2 separate regions of the Mus musculus genome follow, and region 1 is linked to region 2. The links are chromatin contacts, called in public promoter capture Hi-C maps. All regions are on one chromosome and are shown on one strand. Each heading gives the region's core, a stretch centred on a gene start, on an enhancer-like site or on the middle of the called end of the contact. The rest is flanking DNA. Distances are from core to core; before and after follow the strand shown.

Region 1 (7,517 bases), core at 1,007-3,506, 460 kb after region 2:
CCTCAGAAATGGTTTCTTAAGTCAGATGTTTGACACAAGATTGGTCTACACAGTGAATTTCCAGGCCACAGTAAGACCCATCTCAAAAAAAAATAAAATAAAATAAAAATAAAAGCCACCTAGGGCTGGAGAGATGGCTTAGTGATTAAGAGCACTAACTGGCTGCTCTTGATTCCCAGCGCCCACATGGCAGATCACAACCTTCTTAAGTCCTATCCCAGGAGACCTGATGCCATCTTCTGGCCTCTGTTGATAACAGGCAAGAATGTGGTACACAGACATATATGCAGGCAAAACATGCATCCACATAAAATAAAATTTAAAATATCTAGTCAAACAACTTAAATATTTCTCCAAAACTATGTAATGTTTTATAAATACAAAGATAGATGCTTAAGATTATTCATCATAAAAATCAAAACAATAGTGAGACACTATTTCCCTAGTACCACTATAAGACGCATATAATCAAAACAGGTGTCTGGAGATGAAGACCTTTCTTATCTGCAGGATTCAATGTGCTGTGATCATTCTGGAAAGTGTCTGTTGAGTTCTCCAAACATAACCACCCAGAAGTTCCACTTCTATATACATAACCAAAAAAACAAAAAGATCAAATATAAAACTAAAATCAAATATCCACACAAAAAGTTACAAATATGATGTGTACAGAATTATTCCAAAATAACCCGAAGGACCAAACAATCCAACTGCATATCCATAAAAAGGAACGGGGGAGGTACATCCATCAGTGGTAGGATGCTCACCCAGCATGTGTGCGGGTCCATCCCCAGAATCAATGGGGGGGGGGGTAACATAAACACAAAGGAATGAGGCATTATTACATAGCTATGGACAAATCTTGAAAACATTATGCTCACTGAAAGAAGCTAGACACAAAAGGACACCTGTTACATACTTCTATTTACTTAAACCGTACAAAACAGAAAGATACATACTAAACCATGGATCAGAAGTTGGGGGAAACTGGAGAAGGGTAAGTAACTGTACTGGGCACAAGATATCTGGGGAAGGTGATAAAAATTGGTCTGGAACTAGACAGCAACGACATACATACAACTTTTGAATCCTTAAAATGAGAGAGGGGGAGAGAGAAGCTTACAATTTAAGAGGATTTTGGTACTGTGTTGATTACACCTCAATAAGAAAAAAAATAAAATAACCAGGGTTGGAAAGACAGCTCGGCAATAAAGAGCACTTGCTTCTAGCGGACCTGAGTAAGTTCCTAGCACCACTCGCTGGCTTACATCCATCCTTGATTCCCCCAGATGCCCTCTACTGGCCTGCACGGATATGCCCATGCTCGCGGTGCAGACATTATGATGCAAGCAGTCACACACATAAACTAAAATAACCCTCTCCCCTCCCCCAAAAAAAGGCAAAACCAATCTATCCGTGCAATGAATGCAACATATACAAAACTGCAATTTCTAGTTTTAACCATATTATACACATACACTTGTCGGTGACATCTACAACACCTAAGAAATTATAAAGCACAAAATCCTTAGTGGCGGCAACTATGTTAATCTCTTGTTCTGCAATTCCCAAGCATTTTCTAATAACCACGGCCACTGCTTCTAATAACCAAACGCCTGAGTGCGTAAGATAAACTCCCTTAGCTTGTTATTCAAAGAAAGGTCTTGGTTCAATGGCCCCCAATAAACCTTCCCTTCCTCTCCTCGGTATAATTAAGTTGAACTCGGAGGAATCCCTATGCCTTCTACTTCAAAACACCTCCAGTTTACAGCTACTCGCCCGCCTCTCCAGCATCTTCACTGACTCAGTCCTAGCCACCTCTACACTGACTGGATGCTACATGTCCCTCGGGACGCTAACCCGGGCTCTAACAGACTCAGGGAAGCTCTGACCCCACCGCGACATCTGTCTGTGACACATCCCGGGCCCGCTGTGGACCTGGGACACGTGAGTTCCCTGTAGCCTGGGACTGCACAGCGCGCGAAGAGCTCCGAGAACTCCGCAGCCAAGGGAACTGGCGGCCCCCACGCGTGACCACAACTCCGGGCCGGGGAATCCGTGGGGCCCTGCGCCGGGCCGGACAGGTGGCGCCGTGAGAGCCGTCCCGAGCGGTGGCGTGAGGACGCCACGCGGGCCTGCCGGACCATACGGAGACCGAGGCTAGGCAGCGGCGACGCGGACAGCGTCAGAACGAGGGACACTCACCCGCGTCAGCGCAGAGCACTCACACACAGGAAGTAGTCGTTCGCCCGTTGCCAGGGTGAGGAAGCGGGAGTGGCGTAAAGCCTTTCCATTGGTCGACGTGCACACGTGGCCGGAAGCAGACGCCCCGCGAGCCTGAGTCCTAATCGCCTAGGCTATAGCGTCTCTCTCTTTAAGCGTTTGAGCTGAGACACTCCGCGGTTATTTCTGGCTTCTGATATCTGAGGGTTTTTTAAAATATGTATTTATTGGCCTATTGGGGGTTTGTTTGTTGTCATAGCTATACAATCGCCGTTGCCCACCTTGCTTTCATTGTGCTCGGTAATTAGCTTTGAGGATGTGTCTACCTGTTACCCACGAAGTTGACTGACGAGCGGGTTGCACGTTATGAAAATAGTAGCCATCATTGATGAGGGCGTTGCAGAAGAACCCTTCCCTCATCCATGTAGCCTTGACCCCTATGGAAAAGCAGGATTCAACCTAGGTTTTGTTTAAGTGGGAGTCAGAAAAGGTAGTTAGTCTTTAACTGTCCAAGATCAAAGACCAAGAGCCAGTAGCAATCCTTGTAACTAGTATCAAGAATGGTTTGACAGCCTGTTTGTGGGGAGCAGAGATTAGAAGGAATAGAACACTGCAGGTTAGGTATCAGTCGTCTGAGATACTTGAGAAGTATTTGGGAATTTTCTTTTCTTCAAATTTTGAAATACTTGCTTATACATAATAAAACGTCCTGGGTGATAGGTTATTTCTCCAACGGTGAAATGAGCCAATTCAAACCAATTAAGATTATATTAAAGGCAGAATATTGGGAAGTTGCTTTCAGGGGAGTTCACTGGCCCCAAGGATTGAGGCCAGGGGAGCATTGGAGGTGAGAGAAGAGAAGGAAAACAAGGGAGACCAAAATATCTTGATTATAGAGGGAAGAGCCTCTGGGGGAAGGGCAGCTCGGCCGCTGGACTGGAAAGTTCAGGGTTGGGGCAGGGTTCGCCAAGAAGGGACTGAGGGATGCTGAGTGAAACTGAAGTTCAGGTGTGCTTTGGTATGTAAAATATGCGCCTCAGTCCCTTGTCCCTGGTCCCAAACCAAAGCAGTGGATGAGACTCCAGTTGCAAAAATACTCAGCTGTATTTCATGCAGACCTTATACACAGAGACTAAAGGTAATTTTGTAACGCATTTTTAAATAGTTTTGTGCACAGTGTGGGAGCAGCTGAGGTTTTGGATTTTTAGATGAGATGTTTCAGCATGTATTTTCACATGTATCCTATGTGAGGTCTCAGACCAGCAGTTTAGAATTACCTAAACTCTTACTTAAAAATGCAAATTCTTAGAATCCACCTAAATGAATGTTTGTTGTTTTGTTTTGTTTTGTTTTTTCCGAGACAGTGTTTCTCTGTATAGCCCTAGTGGTCCTGGAACTCACTTTGTAGACCAGGCTGGCCTCAAACTCATATCCGCTTATCTCTCTGCCTCCCTAAAGGCTGGTCTTTTAACAAGCCCTTTGGGTAAATGTAACGCACCTAAAGCATTACTGGATTGTGGAATTTCTTGGTTTAATCTTAGCGGTGGAGCAGGAAGGGTGATAAGCCCGACGCCCCAGAAGAGGAGAGCAACCAATAACGGGGCTTTTAGATGATCAAGAACGAAGTGCAAGAAGGCAGTTTGAGGATGAGGAGTTTAGTGATTTTTATCCTGTCATCCCTAGATTAAAATATGTGAATTGAAAAAAAAATTCATCTGCTGGTAATCCCAAACACATAATTAATAATTCTTATATTGTTTAAGATATCTTCTTAATAATTTTCTTTTATGGGTAAAAATTAAGAGACAGTTATGAAATTTATCTGTGTAAGCAGCACATAAGATTTGAAAGGGAATGTAGAGAACAGTAAGGAAAAAAATTCTTTAGAACTTTTTTTCAGATTTTGTTTTTTGTTTTGTTTTTGTTTTTCGAGACAGGGTTTCTCTGTGTAGCCCTGGCTGTCCTGGAACTCACTCTGCAGACCAGGCTGGCCTCGAACTAAGAAATCCGCCTGCCTCTGCCTCCCAAGTGCTGGGATTAAAGGCATGCGCCACCACGCCCGGCCAGATTTTTTTTCATTTAATGTATATGAATACACTGTTGCTGTCTTCAGACATACTAGAAGAGGGCATCAGATCCCATTACAGATGGTTGTGAGCCACCAAGTGGTTGCTGGGAATTGAACTCAGGACCTCTGGAAGAGCAGTCAGTGCTCTTAATTGCTGAGCCATCACTCCAGCCCAGAAGGAAAAAAAAAAAAAAAAAATTCTTAATGGTTTAGTTAGTGAATGGTAGCCATAAAGTAGAAGTTAACAGCAAGGATTCTAGAAACAGAAGAATCAGTGTTTATATATCTGTGTTCTACCACTTAACTAAAACATTGAACGATTTGCTTTATCTTCCTACTATTTAATTTCCACATTTGTAAAATGAGGATTAAAAATTGTTGTGTGTGCCAGGCGGTGGTGGCGCATGCCTTTAATCCCAGCACATGGGAGGCAGAGACAGGCGGATTTCTGAGTTCAAGACCAGCCTACTCTACAAAGTGAGTTCCAGGACAGCCAGGGCTATACAGAGAAACCCTGTCTCGAAAAACCAAAAAAAAAAGAAAAGAAAAGAAAAAAATTGTTGTGTGGCTGGGCAGTGGTGGCACACACCTTTAATCCTAGCACAGAGAAACCCTGTCTCGAAAAACCAAAAAAAAAAGAAAAAGAAAAGAAAAAAAATTGTTGTGTGGCTGGGCAGTGGTGGCACACACCTTTAATCCTAGCACAGAGAAACCCTGTCAAGAAAGAAAGAAAGAAAGAAAGAAAGAAAGAAAGAAAGAAAGAAAGAAAGAAAGAAAGAAAGAGAGAGAGAGGGGGAGGGAGGGAGGGAGGGAGGGAGAGAGAGAGAGAGAGAGAGAGAGAGAGAGAGAGAAAGAAAGAAAGAAAGAAAGAAAGAAAGAAAGAAAGAAAGAGGGGAGGGAGGGAGGGAGGGAGAGAGAGAGAGAGAGAGAGAGAGAGAGAGAGAGAGAGAGAGAGAAAGAAAGAAAGAAAGAAAGAAAGAAAGAAAGAGAGAAAGAAATGTATCAGCCCCATAGTGAGTAATCTACAAATGCTAATTGTTGAGATGGGAGTGAGCCCAGGAATGAATAAATAAATAAATAAATAAATGCTAATTGGGTTTTTTTTCTTTGTTTTTGAGACAAAGTCTCACAGTGCAGCTGAGGACCTTTCCAAGCGTGCTCCTCCCTCACCTTCCCAAGTGTTGGGATTACATGAGCCACCATGCTGGCTTAATAAATGTGGTAAATGTTGAAGAGGGTTTTGGGTTTTTTGTTTTGTGTTGTTGTTTTACAGGTATTTAGTTTGTGTAAGAAGCTCCCGGTGATGGGTGATGGAATAGATACCCGGTTTGTGTACATTCAAGGAGAACTGAACGTTGACTTCTAAGAAAGCGTGATCTCATTCTCCTCTCTCCTCTCTCCCTCCCTCTCTCTCTCTCTCTCTCTCTCTCTCTCTCTCTCTCTCTCTCTCTCTCTCTCTCTCTCTCTCTCTCTCGTCAGCCCCCAAGAGACCTCAGCTGGCCTGCCCTCCTGTTTTCTCTTTCAAATGCCAATAAAATTGTCTTTGAGGCAGGCTGTGCTTTTAATCCCAGGGAGGCAGAGCCAAAATGATCTCTGAGATGGGGGCCAATCAAGACTACACAGTAAGACTCTGCCTCAAAAAAAAAAAAAAAAATATATATATATATATATATATAAAATTGTCCTTGTATTTCCTTCAGAGCATGTCTTTTTCTGAGTCTGTTTTAGTCTCCTTAACCTCTGAGAGCAGTGTCCCTGCAAAAGTGGCACCATATCTCCTGGTGACACTCTGTGGGAACTCCACTGCCCTTTCACTCACTCACTGTGCCTAACCACGGGGATCCAGGTTAAACAGGACTATCAGTAGGGATCAAGGATGATTAGAATTTATCTAGCCAAGAGGTTGACGTGTGACTCACGGTAATCCAGTGCTGCTTCTTCCAGAATTGGAATCTTTGCTCAGGATAAGGCAAGATAAAAGAAGCTGCTGAGATTTAGGTCAGCTCACTGATTCCCTGCTGCTACCCCAGACCTTGCCTTTCTAGGTCTCTCTCTTTGCTTTTTCTTTCAATTACATAAACTACCTGCCAGCCTCCCAATAAATTCCTTCCTTCTTCCCATAGGCTTTCACACCACCAGCAAGACAAAGCAAGGGTAAATTAGTTGATTCAGTTTCAAGTCCTGATGACACATGGAAATCTGACCAAGACTAGTAGAATTAAAAGTGGTCTAGCTGCCATCTCTGCTTCACCCTGCTGTCAGTCTGTCCATCTGTAATGCTGTGTCTCTGGCCAGCTCTGTCACCATTCCTCATCCACCAGGCAATCTACATGTGTTGCCTGAGCAACAGTTTGTGGTTTATCTTAGCATCTTTCTCTGCATTCTCAAAATGTCACTTTTTACTATAATCCATGAACAGTGCCCCACCCACTTCACTCATAAAATGAGAAATTTATTGATCTGAAACCAGTGTGAGCTTAGTAGCAGCTTTCCCCCAAATATTTAAGTTTAAATTGTAGGTACAAACCCCCTTTGTATCTCTCTCGGCTCCCCACCCTACTCTAGCTCTGTCAGTAGCACACAGCCTCAACTAGCCTTCTTGTATAATTTTATTTTGGCTATTGATCACATCACCTATGAGGACAAAGTTTTTTTTTTTGTAATTAAAATCAAATTTCTTTTTTAAATTTTGGTTTCTGTGCATATGCTCTGTTGTGTGTGCAGTTTGTATGCAGGTGCCCACAAAGACAAGAGGCCACTGGACACACATACACACACACATACACACATACACTGTGAAACTAATAGAAATCTGCCTGCCTCCTGAGTGCTAGGATTAAAGGAGTGTACCATGACACACAGAGAAAAAAAAATTTAAACAAACAAAAAAACAGAGTATATAAGTATAAATAGAGTATATAAAGGTGGGGAAAATTAAGGAAAGATGAGAAGAGGAACATCTTCATCCTGGAGTCTGGATGAACTCACCTACCAACTGAGCCAAGAACTCCAGAGTAATTCGCGGTATTTGAGGGGATTTTGTAGAGATGCTCCAAAATTGGATATTAAATTTGTAATGCATCACCCATAAGGACAAAAAACATATGGCCTCTCTTCTTTCCTGGCTGTTTTGGGGAATCTCATAAGAAATGCCATTAATAGAAAGAGACACATCTTAGCCTCTTGTCTTGCCAAAACCCTCTTGACCCACGGTTTTATTTTTTAG
Region 2 (6,886 bases), core at 3,705-6,204:
CTGTTCTCTGACCTCCACACAAACATGCGCACATAGACACAAAAAATAATTCTTCATTACGTATGCATAATGATGAATATGTGTTAATTCCAGCATTCAGGAGACTGAAGCAAGAGGATCTTCATTGTGAAACTAGCCTGGGCTATAATAGTAACTTTTTTTGTTTTTGTTTTTTGAGACAGGGTTTCTCTGTATAGCCCTGGCTGTCCTGGAACTCACTTTGGAGATCAGGCTGGCCTCGAACTCAGAAATTCACCTAGCTTCTGCCTCCCAAGTGCTGGGATTAAAGGCGTGCATCACCACTGCCCAGCTAATAGTAACTTTGATGCGATCCTGGGCAACTTACTGAGACCCTACCTCAGTAAGCCATAAGAAGCAAGACAGAGGGCTCAACGATTAGGAATAATTGCTGCTCTTGCAGCTGTTCTGGATTAAGTTCCCAGCACTCACACCAGGCAGCTCACAACCAGTTGTAATTTCCAGGAAATGCAGTTCCCTCTTCTGGTCTCCACAGGGACCTTCACACAAATGATGCTTATACGTGTACCCAGGCACATACATATACACATAAAATAATTTTTAAAGCAACAGTAATAGTAACAGTTGCCTAAATAATACTATTATTACATAAATTATTCCATCAGTGTATCTACAGTAGGACTGGTCATTTTGGTTAGTAAGGAGATCTACAGTGCTAAGTCTGATACATGTTGATTATTTATTTAGTAACTTATGGTCATATGTTTCATAGTCATCACTTGAAAGAATGGATTTTCCTACCATTATGTAGGATTTGCTTAGTTTTGCACTGTGATTATCATAGCCCTTTCAACTACTTATCTTCTTGAAATGACTGTCACATTTTTGTCATCATGGCATTGAAGTGATATGGGCACGGTTTTAAGAAAAAATAATATGCTCAATCTAATGTGACATGGAGATTTATATCCCAAGGGAAGAACAGCTGAAGATCCCATTGGACACTTAAGTAGCCTCTTTGATAGTGTGTAGTCTTTCAAGCTGTGTATCCATTTATTTGATGATCCATTCCTTTTCATATTATAGAACTTTGTGACTTCAGTTCTTTAACCTAAAAAGGTTAACTGGAAACAGGAGTGTGACATGATTCTAGCAGTAATTAACAGATCTAACTGGGATACTTGATTGACTAGCTAGTTCCTTATGTGATGAAAATGGCTATAATCTTATCACATAATCCACATCTATGATCTTATCATCGATCTCCAAGCTGTGACTTCAGCGTCAAGCTGCTAAGATAAGCTGGAAGTTTCTGAACCACAAAATGATCCTTTGTCATCACATGCCTAGAAATAGTTTAACAGCTAAGACACCAGTAATATCTATTAACAGGAAAAGGACAGTGGAAATTCACTCCAAAATATACATGCAGAACTCTAATTCCTTCCGTGTGCTATTTTATTTCATGAGGTTATATCTGCATCATTCTCAAATTTCCTGTCCTTAATGGACAAACTTATGAAAGGTAGAACTTGCTGTTGTCTTCAAAGTCCTATGTTAGCTGAATGACTTCATTCAGTTTGAGCTTTGGCCAGTCTCATTGGCTACTCTCAGGTATTTTTACCTCCCAAGACATATTCAATGTTTTAACTCCACCTAAATAGCTTTTATTCCTCCCCATAACCTACCAAACCTCTCTCTGCCAACTTGAATGCATGACTGTCTTTCTAAGTCCTAGTTCATGCCCCTAGACAAAATAATAATAATAATAATAATAATAATAATAATCTCAACTTTGTCCAGTTTTCAGCAGTTTTATTTTGTTTAGTTGTTATTTATTCCAGTTATTTAGTCACACACATACTAATGAAGCTCTTCAAATCAGTAGTGATGATCAGGTCTTAAATCATGTCTTGAAGCATCAAACTTGTGAATGACTGCATACTAAATGTTGGCTTTGGTATAAATCAGATCCCCTCAACCTTTGCCACCTGCATACCATCTAAAAGCACTTGTACCGCCCTTCCCTTAAATATCATCTATAAAGCTATTTTGGTTCAAATGCTAGAATTAGAATCACTCGCTGGGTGGATCCATGCATGAGTCCAAATTTAGATTCACTGTTCTAGCCTTTTGATAAATGAATGCTTTTACATTATGTCCACTAGGATTTGTCTAGACATAGAAGTGAAGTAGGTAGACTAATTCCAGCCAACACTACCCAAATAGCAGAAGCCAAAACAGAACTGTGCCTTTAATTATCCAAGCAGGCTAACAGAATCCCTCACTTAGCACTTCCTATGGAGACACCATCTAAAACTCAAAGGTGCATTTGACTTTTTAATACATAGTAATCAACAGGAGTTGTGCCCCATCTAACCCTGTCTGTCCAAGAGACTAGATTTCTGAAATAAAGGTGAGTAGACTGACTCTAGCATCTGATCTTTTGCTCCCTCCTTCCCTCTCTTCCTCTGTCCTAACAAGCATTTGCACTTCAATGTCTTTTTCTGTGGGGTTATGCTGTGCATGGTAATGAGAAGTTGAGAAACTAAAATTCCACAGGAAAATGTGGGGTTACTTTTATACTCCACAGCTAATAAAAGGTAGCCAGGCATTAGAATTCTGGATTCTTGATAGCTTTTTATAGTAATCACTCATTACAGATTTTTGGATCGGTGGCAGTATCTTGGTTGAGAGAACAGACAACCCTCAACATATCCCAACATATCATTCATTTAGCACAATAGTAACTTACTACTTCCTTGAGTTAAAAGGTGGAGACACAGAATTGCAAGTTCAGTGCCAGCCTGGACAACATAGCGAGACTCTGTCTCTAAACAAAAAGTAACAAGAAGCCTGGGAGTGTAGAGACATACACTTGCCTTGCATGTAGCACCCTCAGCTCAATCTGTAGTACAGTAAGGGAGGGCGGATGAAGACTCTTTCAAAAGAGATTCCCAACCTTGCCAACAGTGCAAGGAACTTGAACTATGCATGCCACTTTCATGGGCTGTGACTGGAGGCGTAAATTACCTTTCTCCTCCAAAATTCACTGGCCATCACCCAGTCACATGATTTTGCTGAACCACATTGAGGCCTGGAAGGGAACATGAAACCATCTACCCAGGAGATTAAAAAAAAAAGGTTACCAACATCTTCGCCATCCTCAGACTTCCTGAGTGGCGTTACAATCCTGTACATTTTAGGCAGTTATCCAGTCTCTCTCCAATGGCTGAATAGATGAACTCTTGAACTGGATATAATATGATTAGGTAAGAACAAAGAGGAAATGGTACCTAGAGGACTAGAAAGATCTCTTTTTCACGTAAGTTCTCAGGGCTACTAGCTCTGTTTGACTACAACCACTTCTCTTCATTCTCACAGAACTGTGTTCCACCATAGTGCATAGTAGTAGTGGTACCACTGGGTTATAAACTCTGAAGCACCATATACTTTATGGTGGTGGAAAATGGACCCTGAGGATAATACTTCACTAGAAAAAAATTAAAATTGACACAAAATTAGAAAAGGTCTTAAATTTATACAGAAACAGTGAAAAAGGGTTTTTTGGAAAAATTTTAAGGGCTATAATGAAACAGAAAATGGTACCATTATAAGAAATTTACAAATTGTAATTTAAGAAGATGACCACTTGGGTTAATTATCTGAACTTGGATGGATTTATTTTCTAGTCAGTGCCTCTTCACCCACTTAGTTCTCCTTGAGTTCTTTTGAGAGCAGAGACTAAGGGAAGCTAATATCTAAGGAGGGATAGAGCCTCAAGTGTTCATATTGTGGCTATAGCCAACCTTTGGCTTAGTGACCAAACACATAAGTCTGAATTTTGAACCCAGAGAATGGGACCTGGATATCCCTTACCAAGACTGAGTTCATAAGAAAACACTCTGATCAGCTTCACCCTAAGCATTTCAGGGTCTTAGAAAACAACCATTTCTTACTATCGTTATAGGGTTAAGGGAGCAAGTTCCTGTCAAATAGTTCATTCTGACACTTATGTAAAATTTCTAAAGCTTAAATATCTGGGTTTCACTCAATTGCTAAGATAAGTGTTAAATAAAATGCCAAAGTCTTTCATGTAACCTCATTATTTTTTTTGAAACTCGTTTTTTTAATGAACCTTTTAGAGAGAAGACAAAGAAAAGAGAAAAAAATAAGTGACTGATATTTAGAATATATTTAACCTAAAACAACAACAACAACAACAACCATGTTTCATTTCTAAATCGTTTTGTCTAGATTATTCCGTTCATTCTGATCATTTGAAAGGTTACCATGAGAGGGGCAAGTGAGGCATTGACCCTGCTCCTAACCTAACAGTGGACTTGGAGAAACTGGCACCAGCCCCTTCCAGCTGTGACCTTCAACCTTTGCTCTGATCACTGGAACAGGACACGTATATTTTTACACTTGAGTTTGATAGGTTTAAAGACAACAGTGCCTGAGTGCAAAGATTTAGGGCATTGAGACTGAGAAAGAAGGGAGCAGGGTGGGTGACAGCCATTAGCTCTCAAGAGGAATTTAGTCTCTTCACAGTTTGTGTTTTTCATGAGATGCAGTACAAACTTCTTGCATCAGACGTTGCTTTGCTCCCATGCTAGTTGTTTGCTAGCTCCTAAGCATGCTTATTCATTGCTATCACTAAGCTTATCTTGCCTGTGTTTCTCTGGAAATTTAATTTTCATTCAAAACTCTGTCCCTTCTGCTACGAAAAGATAGTAAGAAGGCAAAAGGGACTGTGGTCCGTGGGATAAACAGTCTGTCTTTAAGCACGCAGTTTAAAAGGTCTTCTCACATTGCTCATTGTCTTTCGCAGCAAAGAGCTCAGAGAATAGAAAATGGGCCCTCCTGCCGGTTCTTTTTTTCCCCTTCCAGTCAAACTCAGCAACATGTTTGTTCTGTTCCTCTGAGATCCCTTGCTGAATGTAAGAGGCATTGACAGAATTCCATGCAAAGTACACTGTCTGAGGGCCCTGGCATTGAAGGCCCTTGGCATTGTTGAGGGAGGAATTAGCTGCTGCTTCCTAAATATATTTGCCACTTGGTTACCAGCTGGAGACAGAGAAAGAAGCCGAGAAGGAAGCAGAGGGCACGGAGAGCTGCGTTTTCTAAATGGTTTCAGGCCACTGGCATTTCGGCAATAGCTAATACAAACCAGATGTCAAGTGCTACGCTCCACTGGCTTTCAACTGAGGGCCTGCCTCGGTCCGTGATTAATCACCTGTGCTGGTGGGTAGAGAAGTTCTACCTGGTTTTTTTGTGTGAGCAGACCTAAGGTCGGGGTCAGCGATCAAGGTGGCAGGCATGTGACTCCCTGCCTTATTTCTGTTCGTATACGCACGGGACAATTTGAGTTTGTCCAATGAACACAAAATTAGCCAAAACACTGAACTCTTGGATAGGAAGCGAACATTTGCCTGATTACACAGAAACGCCCGGCAAACTTTTCCAGGGCCTTATGCCTCCTCATTTGCTTCATCTTAGGGGTTAGCTAATGATAGAATTTTTATGTCAGTCTAGTGAAATCAGCCCTGGCTTGGGAGTCCTTACAAAGTTTCCCTAGCAAAGCTTAAAGGGGGAAGTGTTTGGTTTTTAGATGATACAGGGGCCAAGATCCTGTGGCCCCTTCCTCTCAGCCATTTGAAACCCCCGCTGATGCTTCCTCCTCCTCTTAGGCTTTCAGTGAAAAGGCTCTGAGACAGGGGAGTTGCGATGTAACACACATAGAATCGCATACTGTTTCAGTACAAATAGAGAAGCAAAGAAGAGAACTCTATCCATAATTCTACAGTGAAAACGAGCGAGTATCCACACAAACCCTTGTTTCTCTCATCATGGACTCATTTACAACTGTGCAGCAGCGAAACGTGCTCAGCCTCACTCTGGTTTGCAGAATTTCATAGAGGAAACCAGCTCCCTCACCAGCCACAGCTGGGGAGGATTAAGCAGGTGGATTCATGCCTAATGAAGCCCAGCGTGTGTGAGTTTGAGCTATAAGGAATGTATTAGCTTTCTGTTTCTGCATAACAAATTGTCCTAAGTGGCCGCTTAAAACAATGCCCCGTTTATTATCAGTTACCTTGGTGAGACTCTGAGCAGAGCCTCCCCAGGAGGCTAAAGTAAGATGGCACCATCTACCCTTTCCAGCAACTCAGGCTGCTCTCCCATAACCAAACTCAGTCCTTTGGGGATGCATTTGGACTGAGGTCCCCATTTTCTTGTTGGCTGAATGCCAGAGTCATTCTCCACATATGGGGTCACTCAATTCCTTAGCAGGTAGCTCCTTCATCCTCAAAAAACAGTAGAAGAGTCTCCTGAGCCAGGCCTCTTTCCTCAAGTCTCTCTCTTCTAGAAGACCCTCTTCTAAGGGGTCAGTCACTGCAGCAAGGTGTCAATACTTGTTCATATCTCTAGAGCTTTAAGGAGTGTGTGTGTGTGTGTGTGTGTGTGTGTGTGTGTGTGTGTATGCACACATGTCTGTGAGATGACTGCAAGGGTTACATTCCCAGCAATGATCTGCTTCAAACTGAATACTTAAGAGTGAAAATTACTCCAGGGAACAATAAATTCTGAAAGACAAAAAATAATGAAAGCAAATCTCTGTTTTCCCGCAAAAAAAAAAAAAAAAAATCTAGAAGAACTAAAGGACAGCCTGATAAACTGTAGTGACACTGGCCATGAGGATAGCCTTTGGGAGCAAATCCAACTCAAACAGCCAGGTTTTAGCTCAAACTAATGATTTTTACTATTTTTGAACTGTGGAATTTTTTGGAAGCCCACTATATAAAACACACATTTTTGTTTAATTTTACAACATTGAATTTCTTCTGTGCCTGTCGCTCCACTAAGTGATTAAATATTTAATCTTCATACTAGAAAGAAATGTGCT

The links. Promoter capture Hi-C pulls out the DNA fragments that hold promoters and counts their contacts.
Region 1: a contact with region 2 is called in a promoter capture Hi-C map of cranial neural crest. The contact joins the promoter of Tasp1 here to the enhancer-like site in region 2. A contact is called at or near these places in 2 of 39 promoter capture datasets (cranial neural crest and neural stem cells), 2 of 484 Hi-C or Micro-C datasets (adipose-derived mesenchymal stem cells and nephron progenitors), 1 of 115 datasets of contacts at active chromatin or transcription factors (astrocytes) and 1 of 9 other capture datasets (adipose tissue).

What each region holds. Positions count from the first base shown.
Region 1 is chr2:140,064,549-140,072,065 of GRCm38.p6, forward strand. Tasp1 (taspase, threonine aspartase 1) reads right to left here and starts at 2,257. Exons shown (of 14, transcript NM_001159640.2): 1 at 2,206-2,257.
Region 2 is chr2:139,603,942-139,610,827 of GRCm38.p6, forward strand. The region is part of intron 9 of Sptlc3 (serine palmitoyltransferase, long chain base subunit 3); the gene reads left to right. Among named protein-coding and RNA genes, the nearest start is that of Ism1, 71 kb to the right of the region's middle. Within about 2 kb of position 4,955, at least 37 of the 459 cell types and tissues checked have an H3K27ac peak or open chromatin away from gene starts, as enhancers often do.